Regions from separate parts of the Gossypium hirsutum genome. Here region 2 is linked to region 1. The links are chromatin contacts, called in public Hi-C maps. All regions are on one chromosome and are shown on one strand. Each heading gives the region's core, a stretch centred on a gene start, on an enhancer-like site or on the middle of the called end of the contact. The rest is flanking DNA. Distances are from core to core; before and after follow the strand shown.

Region 1 (6,115 bases), core at 1,931-4,430:
CACGATTCTCATGAGGTTAGTAATAGAGCAAGAAGGACTATAAATAGCTAAGAAATGGCTTCTGAGGATGATTTTTCTTCCCGATTCTGTTTCATTTTCTCTCTTTGTCACTTTCTTCGGTTGCTTTGAAGAAGAAGAGGCCATGAAAGGTTCTACATGGAGAAAACTTCATGAGGATTAAGTTGGAAAAATTGGGAAACTAGTATGTTGGTAAGATTTTAAGACCTTCAGTATATGTACGGCTAAGTAAATGACGTCATGGATTTTTAGAACTAATTTAAGGGTTCTGCATGCTTATGAAAGGCTAAACTTTTAAGATGAAATGCAAGTTTAACCAGTAGATTTTTAGTTGTAATACTTAGCTGCCAGGAGAATGGAAGCTCTAACGTTCGAGAAAGCTAAGTTGTGGAAGCAATGAAGCTTTAGGTGAGTTTCTAAAACTCTAACCATGGATGTTACGATCTATGTTGTTTGAGTATGCCATGTTTGCATAAACATGGATACTCGTAGATGCATGTTAGTAAGCATGAAATGGTCATAATATGGTGTACATCACGTAGTCATGAAATGTGATGATATATGCATGCTTTGCATGAAATCTGTGGGAAAAACCTTATGGTATAGATGAAGTTAGAAAGGGAAATGGGAAGTGACCCTATTAGTTACCACCACGGGTGAAGCTCCAGGCCTTACGGATAGAATATTGCGGTGTTCAAGAATCAAGGTTAGGTGGTGTAAAAGAGATAATGGGAGAAGGATTCAAAAAATGATAAATATGGAAAAGTATTTACCACCAAGGTAGTATCAACTAGTCCTTTAAGGCGACACCGTGACAATGATATATGGCATAAGACCATAAATAAAAGATGTTATAGTAGTCTAGTATGAGGTACGTAGCGTAAAACCATGGATAAAAGATTCCATGGCAACATCATGTAAGGTATAAGGCATACGGTGTAAGACTATAGATGAAAGATGTTGTGGCAACCAAGTATAATGAGTAATACTATGGAGGAAAGACTCCATGGTATCATATGATAGTATGCTAGGATAACGAATCGGTGTAAGACCATGGATGAAAGACTCCATGGCATCCATAGAAATAGTTCGTTAGGACAATAAACACAGAACATATATAGCTTGCTGGTATATTAAACACAGATAGAGTCCATTTGGACAATAAACACAGGGTAAGTCGATGGGACATAGAAAATAAGGTAAAAAAGGTGTGAGATCATAGCTTAGCTATGACAAGAGGCCCGCCAAGTAATAAGTGTGGAGTGAGCCACTAAGATGTTCCAAATGATGCAAACCACCAAGACGATATGTGTGAGGTACGATACACATGGCTTGGCCACATGGCCATGTGACCCTGCAGTGTAAATTTTTTTTATCTTTTTCCATAAGTTTCTAAATTTTCCAATTTAGTCCCAAATTATTTTTAAAGTGCTTCTAAGGCCTCGAGAGCTCAATTAAGGGACGATATGCATGTGTTTGAATGGACTAAGATATGATTTATGAAATGTTTAGAAATGAATGATTATAAGTTACGTTTTCACAATAATACTCCGTAACCTTATTTCGACGACGGATATAAGTTTGAGGTGTTATAGGGGAAGAATGGGATAGCATTCCCCCATTATTCATTGAATGGTAAATCACTCATTTGTTTAGTTGAACGTAATACTCATTCAATGGAATGACCATTACTTCATATTACTTGTCTTCTTGTAATAGCTATTCTTTGGTATCACCAAAGAATGACTATTCCATGCAACATTGAATAATAAAGAAAAATTAATTTTTAGATTAGTCCTTTAAAACTTGGACTTAGAAAATATAAAAATAAAATATTTGAAATAATTTAATATAATTTAATATAAAATATTTAATGTCAAAATATAATTTAAAATAAAAATATTTTAATATAAAAATAATTATATTAAAAATATTATTATTTTTATTAAATTATATTTAATAATAATTATATTAAAATATGATTAAATTATTTTTAATAATAATCCTATTAAAATTTAATAACAATAACAATAATTATCTACTTACAAAAAAATTGATAAGGGTACTCCAATCATTTCAATTTTTTCCCTTATACTATTATAACATCATTCCATTCAACCAAACATAAGAATACTATTACAGTTTTATTCAATTCCATTGAACTAAACATTGAATTATTGATTACAGCTCTATTGTATTACAACTCAATTCTATTACAACGAACCAAACGTAGTGCTGGATAATACATTCCAACCAAATGAACCAAACAAGATAATGTAACATACCATCGACAACCTTATGTCAGCGAACCAAACGTAGTGTTGGATAATACATTCCAATCAAATGAGCCAATCAAAGTAATGTAACATACCATATACAACCTTACGTTTTTTGTAATTCTATTACGAAAATTTATATTATATTCCTTGAACCAAACATTCCCTGAAAGTTCTTTAATATTGATTTCATAGCTAAATTTTTTTTATAAATATCAAAACATATATGAAATTTGATTCAATGTGCATTATCATATATGAACTTTGATTTTATACAATTTTATGCATTAAATTTTAATTTGATTCAATTTTTACAAATTTCTAACAATATTATTGAATTAACACAAATCACATTGATATTATATACAAAAACAATTATATTAATTCAATATGAAAATAAATTTATTTATTTATTTTTTTAAATGTGTAGAATTGAATCCAAATTAAAATTTATTATATATATAAAAACTAAAATTCAAATTTAATATATATAATTGTACCAAAGTATATATTACAAATTACACATTTTAATTGATTTTGAATTTATGGGTTTTAGATGTGAGGTTAACATGATTTCACGGTTTTCTTTCTTCTAATTTTCAATTATTTGGATTTTAGTTATTTAATATGAGATCCCTTCGATTATTTAGAAGTAAAAAGTTCGGACTCATGGCATTTTACGATTAAACCACGTCTTTAACATTTCAAAATTTAATATCCTTGCATAAAAAGTATCCACAAATAAGTAAATTACGTCATGCTAAAGAAAATGTCACTAAAATGCTCTCATCCTTGCCGGTATACTGTTGAACTATGCCCTCGTGTTTCCCGCCAATTTGTTACTCTTTTTTTTTATGACCGTTTTATCCTATTCCTTCCTTGCAGAGCTAACAAATTACGCCACCTGGCTTTATCCCATCATTTCTATCTAATTATTGAAGGAAAAAAATAAACAAAAAACACTTCAATTCCCATTCTCTCTCCTCGATTTCTCACTCGATGTGGGTTGCCACCGTACTCCACCGACCGGTCGTCCCGGTTCCCCTATTCTTCACCTCTCATCTAAGCCCCAAAGTACTCCTTAAACCCAAAACCTTTCGTTTTGGTTTCCCCTTGCCGTCACTAAAGTTGAAAGCTTCGGCGACTAGGAAGCAGTTGCAGACTCAGGAGCCAGGTTTTTACTATCATTTATTTTTCGGCTTATTGGCTTTCGTCAAATTCAATCGACGGACAAGATTCTGTGGAATTTTTATAGTTAATATCTGATTAGGGTTTAAATTGCAGATAATGAAGGTTTACGTAATCAAGAAAAAAGCGATGATCAAAGCTTTGATTTGGGATGGCTTCCTACTTTCCCTCACGTTTTGGTTGCTTCAATGTCCAATTTCCTTTTCGGCTATCACATAGGGTAAGTGTTTTTTTAATAAAAACATTGTTCTTTCTTTCTGAAAATTTAATTGTTGTTTTCTTTTCCTTGCTCTTTTTGCTATGCAATGAAGCATTTGAATATTCTGGAGCTTAATTCAGCTCTTATTGAATTTTTTTTTATGCTTTATTGTTCTTTCTAATTAGTTGCTCGCTCGTTTAGCTGTTGAGAAATTGGAAATTATGTTGCTAACTGATTTATATGCTTACAAGAGTTTTATTTATTTAACTATAAATATTCCATAAAAAAACTATAAATAAGGAAACTAAACACTGAATTATTGTCTTTTAATGTATAAACCTGGTTGTAGAGTGTTAAAATTTCATCGGGAGTGTATGGAAGGAATTCATATACCCGGTCTCTTAATTCTCCCTAAAGTACCGATGTCCAACACTTGTGTTTGACATAGGTATGGGATATGATCATATATGTGAAGAAATAAAATAGAAACAAAAATATTGAGTATGCCCATATTGGACTCACACACGTATTCAATACTCACCATAACATAGGTGTAACTTGAAAATCAATGATATTTTTAAAGAGTAAAATTGTTTTGTCTAAGAGTCAGTTCACAAAATTGCATTCTTTGTTTTGCAGAGTAATGAATGGTCCAATCGTTTCAATTGCAAGAGAACTTGGTTTCGAAGGAGATCCAATTCTTGAGGGGATTGTGGTAAGCATATTCATTGCTGGAGCTTTCATTGGAAGCCTGAGTTGTGGTTCACTGGTGGACAAACTAGGTTGTCGCCGGACCTTTCAGATTGACACAATACCATTGATACTTGGTGCAATTGTGAGGTGAGAATAACATATAGGCATTGGTAATCCAAGCAATGCATTTTATCTCCTCTATGCCAAGTGAAATGTGGAGTTCATTTAAACAGTACTATAATTATTTTGTACTCTTTTGTTTCTTTTGTGTGTTTCACACCCCATCTGTTATTTCATTCTGTATTTATCTAGGTAGAACTTATAGGACACATATTACAGTAGCTTCTTGTACTTTATGTGTTTGAAAGTGTGTTTAAACATGTAAACCAATTTATATCTTGGCCCTTCAGATGCTTTCTGAGCTTACTCTTATAATGGTAAGAATTGGGTCAAAGTGTACTACTGTGTAAAGTTCATTTTAGTTCCTCTACTAAAAATTACTCCAAATTAGTTCTTATGCATTAAAAATTTGTTCAAATCATGATAATGTTAAAATTTTCCATTAAGTTGTTGATAGTTTGCACAAAATATATCATACCTAACTGCTTTACCCATGATCCGGCCCATGGAAAAAACCCAACCATCCCAAATCTAAGAACTACCGTGTGGCCACCGGCCACAATAGAAGTTTCAACTATTGTGACTCTCCCCTGCCAATCCCTCAGAACCCTAAATCCAAATCTCCAAATTCCCCAACCCCAAGTTAACTTCATCGCAATATATCTAATGAAAAATTTGGGGCATTAATCAGAAAAGCTAGAGGAGAAGAGGAAATATTTCTAATTGAAATCCCCCAATGCCTAATCCCTTGTATAAAAAATCTCATTCTATTTATAGCTTAGAAATATTTAAGTTAGCAATTCACGCTGTAGTTCCACGCAACCCAATTACTCTCGTTCTTTCCAATTCTTCTTTATTCTCAAAAGTACAATTAGTTGAATATTTTCTTGAAGTTTTATTTACATATCTTTATTTATTAGCTCCATTGCTCATCAAATGCAGCTTAAACAATGAACAGTTTGATTACTCTTGTTCTGAAATTGCTTGAGCTAGTTTGCTTGCTTAAAAATGTTTATCTTTTCAAAGATTTTACTTTTTTCAGCCACACCAGATACATGGCATGTTTTGTTTTTGGGATAATTGGGTTTTTTGCGTGGGTCGGGTCGGGTTATGAGCAAGCCAGTTAGATTTGAATATATTTTCTCCAAATCATCAAGTTAACGGTAGATTTTTAATGGTCTGATGATTTGAAACAATTTTTTTAGTTTGTAGGGATTGTTTTGGAGCTTTTTAAATACATTACAGTATGTTTTACAGCCTGTTAACACTTACCATTAATTATTACTGATGTTACTAGGATAAGTACATCAGAATCATTATTTTGTTGCACCATAGATCTCTTGGAAAAGAATCACTACAGATGATTCTTTTTTGTACTTTTTTATTTTACTTTGACCACTAAAGTAACTCAATGCTTCTTACATGCAACACACTCATATGAATAACAGAATAAACTGCTCCAGAGGGCACAAAAGAAAAAGTTGAAATATATGGTTTCTTCGTATTTAATTAAGTTGTTTCGTATTTCTTTGTTTTTTATGTTGCTGCAGTAAGTCTTTCCTTAGAATATAGACTATTGAGTTCTGTTGTCCTTAAACCGTTTTTTTCCTTCCTATCTTGA
Region 2 (6,115 bases), core at 2,656-5,155, 710 kb before region 1:
ATTCTGGCATTTATCATAGCAGCTTCATACCTTGGCTGAAAGTTACATAGAATTATATGATTATTATAGTCTAAAATCCAATCAAATGATACTATTCAGACACATTTTACTGTCCACGTAATAGCATCTTTCTTTTTTCTTCTTGGGCTTTGTATTTTTTCAGCTTAGAATGTTCAGCTCTATTGGTAGTATATTATAGTATTGTTACAATCTTTGTGCTACTTGGGTTTTTTATTCTCAACATTTTTACTAGGAAACATTTCATATTTTAGCTTTTGTCAATCAAAGTCCTCTTTTTTTAATGAAAAGACAATATGCATCCAAATATATTTGTTCAGTTTTAAAGAAAACATAACACCTATCATGAAAGGGATTCAGATAGGTAATTGCTAACTATGCGCAATGTACATAGATGAAACACATTGTGAAAATTCACTGAGAGTACATGCGACAAGCATAGAATATAAGAATTTGAGTTGCTAGAGTATTACCTGGGTTCCGACCAGAAGGAACACATCTGCCTTCTCAAGACCAGCAATACTGCTGTTCATAAGATATCTGTATCTTAGATCAGCACTAGGGTTTGTGCCAGTTCCTTCACACCACACATTGTTTGATCCCATGCGATTTAACAAATCTTTTAGTGCCATCATGGATTCAGCATCAGAAAGTTGACCAGTGATCCCAACAATTTCCTCGGGTTTAACGTGAAGGGCAACCTCGGCAACAACAGCCAAAGCATCGCGCCAGCTCACAGCCTTAAAGCGCCCATGAGCACCACGAATCATAGGGTCATTTAGCCTTTGCCTCTTCAAACCATCATAACAGAAACGAGTCTTATCTGATACCCATTCTTCATTTATATCCTGCAAAGGTCAGTGAAGCAGGGAAGAGATACTTATCATTATTTCCTAGATGAAACCTATGAACCCTATTTGGATTCTTTAAGGGAAGAGGGGGTGCCAACCCCCCCCCCCAAAAAAAAAAAAAAAAAAAAACCTGCACTGCCCAAACAGACAGGACCTTAATTTTAAAAACTGGCAATTTGTTCAACAGTTCAAGTCACAGAATCATGTGAAATAAAATGCCAGTCATGACCATTTTGACTAGCAAAATTTGCCATTACCATAATGATCAGGAACTAGCCACTAAGGCACACAAATTTGCAACAAGAGAATGCTACCACAAGAACAAGCCTTTCTAAGACATCAGCAGGACTATAGTAACTCTATCCCACATACACCAGTTTTACCTATCAACAATTTATCTTGCTAAAAAATTATTGCGAAATGATAACATAAATGTAATCCAATAAAAGCCACAATAATCACAATAACAATTTGGCACTAACATAACCCATCTTAAGCTATTTGTCACATCTGTGCAAGAACAAATAACGAGGTTGCTTATCTCATAACATTAATAACACAGGCCTTCGAGTAACTGAGATGATAACAAGATCAAAAGAATTTAAGACTGACACAAAAGCAGTCAAAAAGATAATTCATGGCATCAAGCCCAATAAAAAACAAAGACCGTTCATTGCTTGATGGGCGTCAGAAAAAATATTTCTAGAAAAGGGTGCACTAAAAGCATCTTATGGAAGTTTACACTTTACCTCATTTAAACGTGGAAGGATACGCATAACCTCCGGACCTCTGCTGTCAATCCGAATATTGGATCCAACCGCATCAGTTACATCAATGGTCTCGGTTCCTTTCAACTCCCAGTTTCGGGCCTTGAAGGCAAAGGGTTTAGAGGTAAGTGCTCCAACAGGGCAAATATCAATAACATTTCCAGAAAGTTCACTTGTCATAAGCTTTTCAACATAAGTACCGATTTCTTCTCCACTACCACGACCTAACATGCCGAGATCCTGAACACCAGCAACTTCTGTTGCAAATCTGACACACCTGAAGAGACCACAAAAAATTATTAGCCTCAAACTCAGACCTTTGGATTGCATAACAATGTGAAAGCTGGCAATAGATATATCTCAAATAATCAAACCCTCAAAAGGTCACAAGGATTTGGCCCAAAAACTTCTTGTAAAAGATGGAAAAATTGGCTTGATACAAGAAGTAAAAAAAAAAAACACTAACTAGGCAGGAGATTTTACATAAACTTGGTAAATCTATTTACGAATCATAAAGCCCAAACAAAACTTCATTTAGGCTTAATTGGGTGTTTTTTTCCCCCAAAAGCAACAACATCAAGCATTTACAGGTGACATCCCTATCAAGGGAACTTTTGTGATGAAAGCTTTAGAAAGTTGACTAGTTGTGTAAATGTAGAAGATGCATCAGTCTAAGGTAATGAGGTAAACAAAATTTTGCACTGCAAATTGTATAGGCCAACTTGATCACAATCTAACATAAACAATTGTAAATGTAGGACAAGTGATTCAAAAGGTGCTCAGCATATTAATTTGCAATATCAGCAGTATTTGTGACAATCAAGCATCTTTTCTTCAGAATTGGTAATCAACACAATACACATGCTCGGTTCCTATGAGTGACCACAAATGTCTAAAGTTAAAGGTGATCAATGCATATGGTTACTCTGAATAAAGTCTTAAAGCTGATGCAGGCATCTGTCGGAGTTTGGATTTCAGATCTTCTATTTCAGCCAGCTTGAAATCTAAAAATAGAAAGTAAAAGAGGAGGGAATATTTGGGGTTAATTTTTTACCTTGTACACTGAATGCACCGAGTCATGACAGTCTTTACTAAAGGACCAAGATTTTTGTCAACAACAGATCTCTTCATTTCAGTAAAACGACCTCGATCAGATCCAAATGCCATAGACTGATCCTGGAGATCACATTCTCCACCCTGATCACAGATTGGACAATCAAGTGGATGGTTCATCAGCAGAAATTCCATTACTCCTTCACGTGCCTTCTTTGCCAAAGGTGTATCCGTCTTAATCTTCATTCCTATGTTATAGTCCCAAGCATAATTAAACAACACAAACCAAAAAGAAAAGGAGTAAAACCCCCGAAGGTTAAATTGTTTAAAATCCAAGAAGGCAACAGGATGACAAGCTTGAAAGAAAATTATCACAAGAATTATTGTTTACAATCACATAAATACTTAGATATTAAGAAATTTTAAGTACAAATCTAGACACATTTCCATGCATGGTTACTAAAACATGTAAAACAAAAATGAAGATGAAAACAAACATTTATGACTGAATTTATAAAGATCAAATCGATCATAATTCTGTATCTTTATGAAGACTATATGGAACTAGTAGCAAGACATTCAATAACAGAGATTAAAGAGAATAAAATAGTATAGAATAATTTGAGAACCCTAAATCCAAATTACTAGTATCCTGAAACACGTCAAAAATCTGCAAAGAAATTCAAATCCGTTCATCTAATTAAATTCAAACACACTAGTAAAATTGAGAAAACAAAATACAAAATATAATAATTGTTAAATTGAAACGCTAACCAGGGAGAGCAGGCATGGCACAAGAGGCGACGGGCTTGGGGGATTTTTCAACCTCGACGAGGCACATACGGCAGTTCCCAGCGATTGAAAGTCGACTATGATAACAAAACCTCGGAATGTCAACACCAGCAATTTCGCAGGCCTGAAGAACGGTCATGCCCTTGGGGATTTTCACCGGGAAGCCATCGACGGACACCTCGATGGCATCATCCGGGTTCGTGACGTGGATCCGTGCACCGCCAACGGGTTTCTTGGGTGGAGAAGGAGTGGTTTCTGGCTGCGGTGCTGCTGCTGCTGCCGATGAGGCGTCGGGGGATTGGAGCTCGGATTTGGCGACGATGGGTCGGAATCTAGAGTATTGGGAATGGAGGATTCTTGACGATTTTAGGGTTCTTGAAGCTAATAAGCCTAAACCCAGTTTTCTGGCAGCCCGAAGATAGCCTTAGCCTTTCCTTTCTTGGAGCTGTGAAGTGAGAGAAGGGAGTGGCGATTGGCGAGAGATTCGATTGGAACTGTCGGGTTGAATGTGTGTCATCCACAGGCGTGTGATTCCCACAAGAAGTCGGGCTTCAAGTTGACCCGTTTTTGTCTTCATGGACTGGTTTAGGGGCTTACAAAACGCCGTCGTAGCTTCAGTACTCGAATTGGGGAACAAAGGGGCCAAGCTCATTTCGATGTCCTATTTGAAGAAATTTTAGCCTAATCTTTTCAATTCACGTTACCGTAAGCTTTCATATAAAGAAAGTAGGGATGTCGGTGCGGTTTCACGATCCCATCCCACTTCACACCCAATTAGGCTAGGCTGGTACAGGTTTTGCGGGTACTGAAATAGAGATAAAGATAAATATTAGACTCATCGAGAGTCGTGGTTTTGATATTATACTCACCTCATTCCCGTTTGTCTCATCTTCACTTACCTCGAATAATATAATAAGTATATTCAAAAAAAATATTTATAAAAATTTAATTTAATAATTATTTTATTAGTATTTTATTAATTTATTAGTATTTAATTTTTGTACTTGTGTTATATTTAAAAATATTTGTGATATATTTGAGACATTATTTGTATTTAAATATTATAAAAGGACTTTATTTTTAAAATTTTTTAAATTAATATTGAAGTTATTTTTTGTTTATCAATTAAAGGGTCATGATGACTTTTTTTTTAAATAGTGACAGTTGAAATAATATCACATATGTAGTAAGAGTTCAAAGGATAAGTATTTCATACATTTTTTATAAAAATTTTGATTTATATTTATTTAATTGATACTTATAAATATATTATATGAAGTGGGTCACGAGGCGGGTATAGCAGTGATTAGGTGAATTTGAGGACCCACGTGGGTGGTGAGCGAGGATGGTTTTGAGTTTTTTACCCGTAGTGGGTCGCTGAGCAGGGATGGGGATGAAAATTCTTGGTGAGGATGCCCCCACACCTGTGTCGCCCAATTGACATCCCTAAAAGCGAGACTTTATTTTGATAAAAGCAAAAGTAAATATATTTTTAGATAAATTATTGCAAAAATATAATAAGATAAGATGCTAATATTTTTAATTTTAATGTGAAGCCAATAGTTTTAATCAAAATATCTAATACGATATCCCTAACATCATCTTGTTATAAATTTTTTGGTATTTTGGTATATTAAAATTTATAATCAAATACCAAAATTTTTAACCTAACACCGAATTATTTAAAGAGATTTTATTAAAAATTTTGGTACTTGATTAGGAATCTTGGTACCGCATTAAAAGTTTTGAATATCAGATAAAAATTTTGTTATTTCTTCAAATAATTTAGTATAATATCAAATTTTTTATATAAAATATATGAACCAGATTTAATGCATACTAACAAATTTATTTTTTATTTGATGTAACAATTATTTATAATAAACAAAATAAAATATATTTAATCCGTATTTAAATATTATTTAAATATACCCAAATATATAAGACAATAGTACAATATATTATGGTATACCAATATATATATAGAGTAATATATAACAAATTATATTTAATTTTGTATACCAAAATACAAAATTTCTAATTAAATACCAAAATATTTAAGGCGATGCTATTGTTAGGGTCAATATGTACTATTTTTGTTCGTGCATGTTTCCCTTCAAATTTATCATCAAAATTTCCTTGCCTGTGCGACCCAATAGCCTGTACCAAGATTACTAAGGTCATACTAAAATAGCTTAGGGATGTTCTTAGTTGATGCGATACCAAATTTTTTTAATCAATACCAAAATTATTAAGAATGTCTCGTTTGAAATTTTAGTATAGAAAATACTAAATTAGAAATATCGGTTTTGGTGTCTTGTTAGAAATATCGGTAATGCATTAGAAATTCAGTATTTGTTATAAATATGGGCATCGCTACTAGAGATATTGGTATTGCTTAGAGATTTTGGTATCCATTAGAAATTTAAAATTTTTGTTATTGTGTTAGAAATTTTAATATTAACTTATAACCGGTTGATTTAGTTACACCTTTTCCTTAACTTTTATTTTAAATGTACAACAAAATTATCGATGAAATTAGATTTAAAATAACAATGATAGTTAAAATTTTTAAATAAAAGATGCTTTCAGTGACAATTAATATATAAATATTACAAAAATTATAAATCATGA

What was found. Hi-C and Micro-C count contacts between places; a contact is called where the count stands out from the background.
Region 2: a Hi-C map of leaf shows a contact between it and region 1, with 4 times the contacts expected there. The contact joins the promoter of LOC107946378 here to the promoter of LOC107888281 in region 1. A contact is called at or near these places in 7 of 34 Hi-C or Micro-C datasets (callus, hypocotyl, leaf and 2 more).

The regions. Positions count from the first base shown.
Region 1 is chrA07:56,921,865-56,927,979 of Gossypium_hirsutum_v2.1, reverse strand. LOC107888281 (probable plastidic glucose transporter 1) reads left to right here and starts at 3,180. Exons shown (of 12, transcript XM_016812340.2): 1 at 3,180-3,468; 2 at 3,579-3,702; 3 at 4,321-4,521. The coding sequence starts at 3,294.
Region 2 is chrA07:57,633,749-57,639,863 of Gossypium_hirsutum_v2.1, reverse strand. It overlaps LOC107946378 (NADH dehydrogenase [ubiquinone] iron-sulfur protein 1, mitochondrial), which reads right to left and starts at 3,905. Exons shown (of 5, transcript XM_016880676.2): 1 at 3,464-3,905; 2 at 2,691-2,937; 3 at 1,619-1,913; 4 at 492-866; 5 at 1-35. The coding sequence starts at 3,905.